3 separate regions of the Sus scrofa genome follow, and all the other regions are linked to region 2. A link is a contact called in public HiChIP or PLAC-seq data. All regions are on one chromosome and are shown on one strand. The core of a region is the stretch at or near the end of the contact, and the rest is flanking DNA. Distances in the headings are between cores, read along the strand shown.

The links. HiChIP or PLAC-seq counts read pairs in DNA pulled down with a chosen protein or histone mark.
Region 1: an H3K27ac HiChIP or PLAC-seq map of skeletal muscle shows a contact between it and region 2, with 4 times the contacts expected there. The contact joins two enhancer-like sites. A contact is called at or near these places in 1 of 47 Hi-C or Micro-C datasets (skeletal muscle) and 1 of 2 datasets of contacts at active chromatin or transcription factors (skeletal muscle).
Region 3: an H3K27ac HiChIP or PLAC-seq map of skeletal muscle shows a contact between it and region 2. The contact joins two enhancer-like sites. A contact is called at or near these places in 2 of 47 Hi-C or Micro-C datasets (embryonic fibroblasts and skeletal muscle) and 1 of 2 datasets of contacts at active chromatin or transcription factors (skeletal muscle).

What each region holds. Positions count from the first base shown.
Region 1 is chr1:58,389,654-58,392,353 of Sscrofa11.1, reverse strand. No RefSeq gene overlaps it. Among named protein-coding and RNA genes, the nearest start is that of BACH2, 110 kb to the right of the region's middle. Within about 2 kb of position 1,288, at least 9 of the 83 cell types and tissues checked have an H3K27ac peak or open chromatin away from gene starts, as enhancers often do. A contact at or near this core is called in skeletal muscle, where this site is marked.
Region 2 is chr1:57,952,164-57,954,863 of Sscrofa11.1, reverse strand. The region is part of intron 3 of BACH2 (transcription regulator protein BACH2); the gene reads left to right. Among named protein-coding and RNA genes, the nearest start is that of GJA10, 74 kb to the right of the region's middle. Within about 2 kb of position 1,408, at least 15 of the 83 cell types and tissues checked have an H3K27ac peak or open chromatin away from gene starts, as enhancers often do. A contact at or near this core is called in skeletal muscle, where this site is marked.
Region 3 is chr1:58,342,869-58,345,568 of Sscrofa11.1, reverse strand. All of the region lies in intron 2 of LOC110260365 (a long non-coding RNA gene), which reads right to left. Among named protein-coding and RNA genes, the nearest start is that of BACH2, 63 kb to the right of the region's middle. Within about 2 kb of position 1,323, at least 48 of the 83 cell types and tissues checked have an H3K27ac peak or open chromatin away from gene starts, as enhancers often do. A contact at or near this core is called in skeletal muscle, where this site is marked.

The DNA of each region.
Region 1 (2,700 bases), core at 39-2,538, 440 kb before region 2:
AACAAAACAGAATTTTATTTTGAGGGTGTCACATCATCCTCAAACATAGAAAGCTATATTATAAAATAAATATCAAACATCTAATTAAACACCCATTTTTCACTCTCTCTCTCTTTCCCTCCCACATCCACACACCCACACATACCCCCCCACACACACACACTCTCTCACTCTCAGGCACCCACACTTCCGGATCTACTAACCTAAATCAGTAGGCTGAAGGGTTTCTCAGAGACTCCCCTCAGCATTAAGGATGCTAATTGCTACTCTAGCAGTTACTGGAAGATCAAAGAACCGCCCACAGAGCAGAGCTGTGCTGTTTCATCTTCCACAGACCAAACACTAATACTTGCCCATCCCCCGCCATCCATCTCCCCCTCTCAAGCTGCCACATTGGACCAATTCCCTTTCCTCTTCCCCACATGCTCTCCCCGCCCCCAAATAGCTCTATGCCAAAAATAAACACTCAGAAAAATGCTTGTGGAATGAATGGAGAGAGGTAACTCCAGTATCATTATACCTCCCTTCTCATTACCATGGTTTGTCTAAGGATGTGCTTGTTTGTTTGCAGGCACCATTGAGAAACCCACCATAGGGAACCCCTGCCAGGTCAGTCTCTCAGGAGCTGGGGCAGGAATGCTGGGGCCTGTTGTTCCTCCAGCCCTAAAGGCCCTACACATAAGCCATGCATCCCCACCCCATCACCCGGCCCCGGGCCCCTCATTGCGGAAGTCAGAGGGCTTTCACTTGGGACCACAGCTCTGCATGCTGCAGGTGAGCAGGGCTATGAGAGAGGTCCCCTCCCTTGGAGCAAGACACTCCCCCTTGAGGATGAGCACGACAACAACGGAAAGAGCCTTCGGTCACCCCCTGCAAAGTGGAGTTGGCACAACCAGAGAGATCTGATCTCCTCATGGTGTAAAATGTCTGACCTCCCGTGGATGAAGGAGGCTCTCTCTATACTCTCGAGAAGCTTTGGAAAAAATATTCCGAGTTGTCTCAAGAGGAAAAATGAAATGCGACCCTTGGCAAGTCCAGGAGCCCGTTGAAGTGGACTAAAGAGACAGAGAGTCTCAGAGGAAAGTCTCCCTGGGCAGCCTGGGTCAAGGTGACCCAAGAAGTGGGTCAAGTGCAAGATGAGAAACAGCTGAGCTGCTGTCGCTGACCTGACGGTCTGACACGGCCACTCCTCCAGGGCGGCCAGAATAGCCAAATCCTCACCACAGAGGCAGCAGCCTGAGAGACAGAGGCTGCCAGGAATGGTGACATTAGCACAGCAAGCCCAGGCCACTCAGACAGTCACAGGAAAGATCAAGGTTCAGTATCAAGTTCCCATGTGACACACCCCAGGGCAAGAGTACATGGAGGGACGTCTCTAGACTGAATCTGAGTCGGTCTCCTTAGAGGGACAATGGTGACTCATTTACATACTCAGGCCCATAACCTAAAGGCATGTTGGGGGTAGTTGAATAACTTGTAAATTGAACAAAGACAGTTTCTTTGGGGAGTTCTCTGGTGGTCTAGGGGTTAGGACATGATGCTTTCACTGCTGTAGCCTGGTTCCATCCCGGGTCTGACAACTGATATCCCATATCAAGCTTCTGCGAGCCTCAGCCAAAAAAAAAAAAAAAAAAGTCCGTTTTCCTTAGATAGCATTCACTTTTGGTCCCTGATGCTCAAAACAAATACGAACTGTTCAACCTCCCAGTGAACACGTCCCAAAAGTCACTGACGCCACATTTTCGTTCATGCTATATTTAGCCACAGTGCCATTCCTTTCATTTCTCTGGATTTAGTTTTTAAAATATTACTCATCCTTCAAGCCCAACTGAAATGCTACCTCTGACATGAAGTGTTCCTCGACCACCTCAGGTCTAAGTGATTTTTCTCTCCTGAGTTCACCATTTCCGCTGCATGATGACTCCTGCCACATCCCATTTTGGTTTTGGTTTGTTTGTTTTCTTTTTAGGGCTGCACCCACAGCATATGGAGGTTTCCAGGCTAGGGGTCGAATGGGAGCCTCATCTGTGACCTACACCACAGCTCACAGCAACACGAGATCCTTAACCCACGGAGCAAGGCCAGGGATCAAACCTGTATCCTCATGGATACTGGTCGGATTCTTGACCCGCTGAGCCAACAGGAACTACCCATCCCACTTTGTGATGGAGCCATTCATGTGGGTCTCCAGTCACAGTGACTTCCAGGTGGCTAAATCCCATGGGCATTTTTAGTTGCCATCTAACCTGATCTCTCAATAGTACTTAATACTGTTGAATATATTCTGCTTCTTGGAAGAGTCATCACTATGGCATCTGTGGAGACATCTGGGGTTTGGCTGCTTGGCTTCTCTACCTTCTTCAGGTAACATGGCCCTGATTTTCTTTTGAGGAACTTTCTGTTCATGAGGTAGGTGTAAGCAGGACTGCTGCCAACCTCTAGTTCAGAGATGAGCACATAACCTGAATCCTGCCAACACGAGTGCTTCCCGGAGACTTGCTAGAACCAATAAAAGAGAAAGGTTTTCTCTGCCTTGGGTAGGATGTAAACCTGAAGCTTCTGGCAGTGACCTGATCAGGCCAACACATGGAATGACCCACTTGGCAAAGAACGAAGAGATGGAGAGAGACGCAGATGTCTGAGGGCCTGTTTAAATACTTGGATGCAGGCAGGTCTGACTAGTCCTGACTTTAGGTTCTT
Region 2 (2,700 bases), core at 159-2,658:
TGTGTATTGACCATCTAGGACCATGCCAACATGGTTGCTGTTAGGTTAGTGTTTGTCATATGACGAGTATCTTTCAGGAACGTTCTAGAGACAGGAAAATTTGTGGTGTGTAGTAAATAAGGATGAGAGGAAGGACTGGAATGGAATCATTGCGAGCCAGAGATTCGAATGCCAGCAAAGATGATCTCATTGGATTCTAGTTCTGAAGCACATTTTTTTAGCCACACCTAACTTCTATTCATATAGTTGTTTTTCTTTATGTGAAAATTCTTGGGAGTCCCAGCTAAGGGACCCATCTCCTCCCAGTGCCAAGGATGCCACAATTTCCCTGGGGAAGGATAGCGATCTTAACACAGCGGTCATTCACCTCTGTGCATCCGTATAAATGAGCCAGGGGACTGACCTCCACCAGCCACCCAAGGAGTTCACATTGAGAGAACAAAGGGCAGTTGCTCTGCTGAGCCTTCCCCAGGACCCTCCTGCCATTCACTTTTCAGTACAGCTTATTCATCAAATGGGGCTGTTTATAAGTGTTTTATAAAAATCCTTTCAGTACCAGATTCCCTTTCTTCTGACCACTCGCACAAACATACCTGAAAATTTTTGCTTATTTTTTTTTTGCATTGTCAATATGTGTCTCCCCCTTCCCCCTTTTCAAGTTGCAAGTTAATGTTTTTATGTTTATTTTGCATTTTATTTTAAAGCTAACCCAACCTGGGCAGTAAATTTAGGTCAGAGCGGCCCTGGCCCCAGCCGATGGCAAATGACCTGGGATCAGGGCCCGGGAGGCCTCCTCTGGCTAGCTGCTGCAGAGTTCGCTCGCTAGGCTTCAGTTTCACCTCTGTAATTATGAGCGAGAAGCCTAGAGTTAATTACAATGCATGAATGGGAGATATTCCTGGACTTATTTGCATTCATTACTTGCTGGTAGTTCCTCTGTTGAGGTCTCCATCCTTGTTTTTACAGAGCTTTTGGCAGTGTTTCTGCAGTTGGTGTGTGAATTTTTATGATCTGTTGCATGTTATTCATGCAATTTCCTGCCCTGTAATGGTATCAGTTTTCCAGACGCAGAGGAATACAGACTAAAACCCAGGAGCCTGCATTAGCATAAAATGTCCCAGTTCTGTCAGTTTGATTAATTTGTCTCTTTGTCTCCACTCTATATGATAAGTGCTATTAATGGTTGCAACACTTCATATGTCAAAGTCTTTCTTCCTAATGACTTGAAAATGCGGTTTATTTCCCCCCTTTTTGTATTATTTTTCTCATTTAGCATTCCACTCAAGTATAGATTTATGCCATGCTCTTTCATTATCTTACTGGTTGCAGCACTGGAGTGATTACATATGGTGTAGAGTATGCGTAAAGATGTGATCCCAGGGGCAGCAGCTGCTGATGCAAGCTGAAAATAGATCCAGCGTACGCTCAGCACTTTTCCCAGAGGCCTTTTATTTATTAGTAGCAGTCTCGGTACAGGACAGCTTGGATCCTCATTTAGCAAGATGACTTTTTGCCTTTCCCAACACTGCAATGACTTTGCTCTATTTACTGACACTGCTGTGTAATTTTTTTTAAACTGCCTTGTATCTCTGCCATGACTTAACCTAACATAAATTGTAATATAATCTCGATATATAATGAACTCAAGAAACGACAGGCTCCATTTGAAGTAATGGAGCTTGACAGATCTAAGGTTTAAATTAAATAATCCTATTTGTAAGACAGCATTTGTACATGGTACACTGCTTTAAAATGAATTTCTATTCTTCTCTAGCGCTTCCTACACCGTTTTTAGTATTCTCCCTTTCAAAAGGACTTTTTTCCAGGAAGAAAGGCATTGCCAAGCCAATGGCTCTTTCATAAGGAAAGAATAAGATGAAATTTTTTTTTACCCATTTCAATCACTGAACTGGAACCAGCATCATTAATGATTCGAGATGGGTAGTTATTAATCCAAGCTGGCAAATTCAAATAGCTCAGACTTTTCTATCAGCACAGAACATCTGTGATAGAAATATAAGAGCGGAATTTAGGATTAAGCTAATAGCCAACCTTCTGCACATGTTTTAGGTTCAAATAGGTATTTTTCAATAAATTTGAAGAGTCCTAATAATGAATAGATGTATGTATTTTCTGAATAAATCCAGGAAGAATTCTTATTTTGTAATGTCATTCTTCTCATTGAGAGATGTACTTTAGACAAGATAAGGAGGAAATGCACGGTACATTTTAGCAGACAACATCAAGCTCGTTCTTCTCTGCTATGTAATAAAAATTTCCAAATTGCAAAAATAAAAAAGAACATTTTAAAAGTTTATAGACAGATGACAATTTGAGAGTATTACTTATTGGCAGGAGCTAGTCAGGAAGCCTTAGGAAAAATGAATTTCTAGCTAGAGAGAAGATCTCCTCCTGACGACAGTGAATGAGGGAGGCAATTTAGTAATTTGCTTTTTGCTGTTTTGTGTGTGATTTTACCTGCCCCGGAACCAAGCAGGCATCAGAGAAGAGGGTGGTAATTCCCTCCTTAAATATGTCAGTGCCCTGAAATAGTCCTGTGGGCTCTTCTGTTAAGTAACAGCGATTTTATTAATTCCACGATTAAATGAAAGTTACATGGGATAAACACATACTTCCTGTTGGCTTGGCTTAAAAATTAAAACAGTGATTCATGACAAAGAAATACAGCACAATTGTTTC
Region 3 (2,700 bases), core at 74-2,573, 390 kb before region 2:
TTCCTCATGTTCCTCATGTTCCCGCAACCCCATGAATCCTCATGTCGGATTCGTTTCCACTGTGCCACGACAGGAACTCCATAATTACTCCTCATACATGTGAAATATATTTAGACTTTTTTAGAATTCTGACCTTTGCTTCTGGACTTAATAAAGAGACTAACACTGACTACCATGGAATTTTAAATTAGTCTATTACTTTTGTAATGAATTATCTCTAGCTGATAAATAAGCAACTGCTATGGGCTGAATTTTGTTGTCCTCCCCCAAAATTCACCTGTTGAAGCACTAACCCCCAGGATCTCAAAATGTGATCTTGTTTGGAGATGGAGTCACCAAAGATGTAATTAGTTGAGATGAGGTCATACTGGAGCAGGGTGGGCCTCTAAGCCAATATGACTGGTGTCCTTATAAAAAGAGGAAATTTGAAGACAGATACACACAAAGAGACGCAATGTGAAGTTGAAGGCAGTGGTCAGGGTGATGCTTCCTCAAATCGAGAAACACCCCAGTCTGCCTGCAAATCCCCAGAAGCTAGGAGAGAGGCATGGAAAAGATCCTCCTTTCCAGCCCTAGAAAGGAACTCACCCTGGAGTTCCCATTGTGGCACAGCAGAAATGAATCCGACTAGTAACCATGAGGTTGTGGGTATGATCCCTGGCCTCCCTCAGTAGGTTAAGGATTTGGCGTTGTCATGAGCTGTGGTGTGGGTCGCAGACAGGGCTCAGATCCCATGTTGCTGTGGCCATGGGATAGGCCAGTACCTGTAGCTCCGATTGGACCCCTAGCCTGGGAACCTCCATATGCCAGGGGTGCAGCCCTAAAAAAAGGAACCCAGCCTGCTGACACCTTGATCTTGGACTTCTAGCCTCTAGAACTGAGCCAATAAATGGTTGTGTAAGCCACTCCGTTTGTAGCACTTTGTTATGTCATCCACAGAAAACTGAAACAATAACCAAATTTGGGGATTTTCTCCTCTAGGCTTATCTTTAAATTATCAAAACCAAATGCCTCTAACAATCTGTAAAAGTCAGCTTTCTTCATTCTGCTAACCACACACACACGTACATGACCACGGCCAAACAGGGAGCTGTGTGTCTGGCCGCGGCCCTGTGAGAACAGTTGCTGGGAATGCCCCGGAGACCGTGCCGTAACAGCAGACGTCAACAGGGATGGTATTTTCTTACTCTCAGTCCTGAATCAGTAAAAGACGAAGACAAAAAAAAGCACACTTGCGTATTCACTGGTTTAGGCCCAGTCATGATTCCTTTAAAGACGCTGCCAATAGATTTTAGTCATTCTCTGGCAAAGGTTTCTCTTCAACCGCAAACACTACATAGTTGCGGAATGAGTCACCACCTTGAGTAATCTAATTCCTTGACCAGTACATGCCTGCTGCTTACTTACAGCACACAGTGTCTTTCGTTGTGTGTTTTGTTTTGCTCCGTTCTCCCGAGCTTCTTTAATACTTTCTTAAGGGGACAGTCAAGGATTCTTTCTGAATCCCCAAAGAGGATGCATCTTGCTTACTCAGCAGCGTGTGAGCTGGCTAGTCATCAGGAGCCCAAATGTTAAGTTTTATTAAGCTTTCTCAACCTTGAGCTAGCTAGCATGATTACTGCAAAAAAGGCAGTAAGGTGGCATGATTACTGCAAAAAAAAAAAAAAAAAAAAAAAAAAAAAAGCAGCACGTGTGGGCTAAGAAAACTCTCTCCCCAAACCGGAAGACTTCTGCTAAAGAATCCAGGGAAAACAAGAGGGAAGGAGCTGAATGATGTTCCAGAAAGGAGGACACTGGAGCAGAGCCCACCCCCTGTGACCAGCCAGGCTCCCACAGGGACTCAATTTGCATGACCAAATAGCACCCAAGACTTATTTCTATCAATAAAGGGTAAAGCAAATAAACCTCTAAGCTTATTCTTACATGATTTTTTAAAAAGTGTGCTTAAAGATATTTTCTCTACCAACATATCATAACCACAAGATGTTTAGTTCTTTAATGGGGAAATATTTTTTTTCTCCAAGGCTGATAGATTGAAACATTTTGAATATTTGTAATATTTTTAAGAAGAATTTTTTATGAGTATCTGGCCAGCACTTTTTGAGATTTTTTCTCTTTCTTCTTCCATGAGTGGGTACCAATATTATGGAAATAGAAATTGGAGAAGTGAAACTATCAACAAAATGAAAAGGCAACCTACTGAATGGGAGAAAATATTTGCAAATCACATTACCTGATAAGGGATTAATATTCAAAATACATAAAGAACTCATACAGCTCAATAGCAAAAAAACAAATAACCCAATTTTAAAAAAGGGACAGAGGATATGAATAAACATTTTCCCAAAGAAGACATACAGATGGCCAACAGGTACATGAAAAGATGCCCAATATCACTAATCATCAGGGAAATGCAAATCAAAACCACAATGAGATGCCACTTTCACACCTGTCAGTAAAATTATTATCAAAAGGACAACAAAAAACGTGTTTGTGAGAATGTGGAAAAGAGAGAAAGCTCATGCACTGTTGGTGGGAATGTAAACTGGTACAGCCACTACAGAGAACACTACGGTGGTGACTCCCCCAAAAAATTAAAGATTAAACTACCATACAACCCAGCCATTCCACTCCTGGGTATTCATCTGAAGAAAATGAAAACATTAACTCAAAAAGGTACATGCACCCCCATGTTCATTG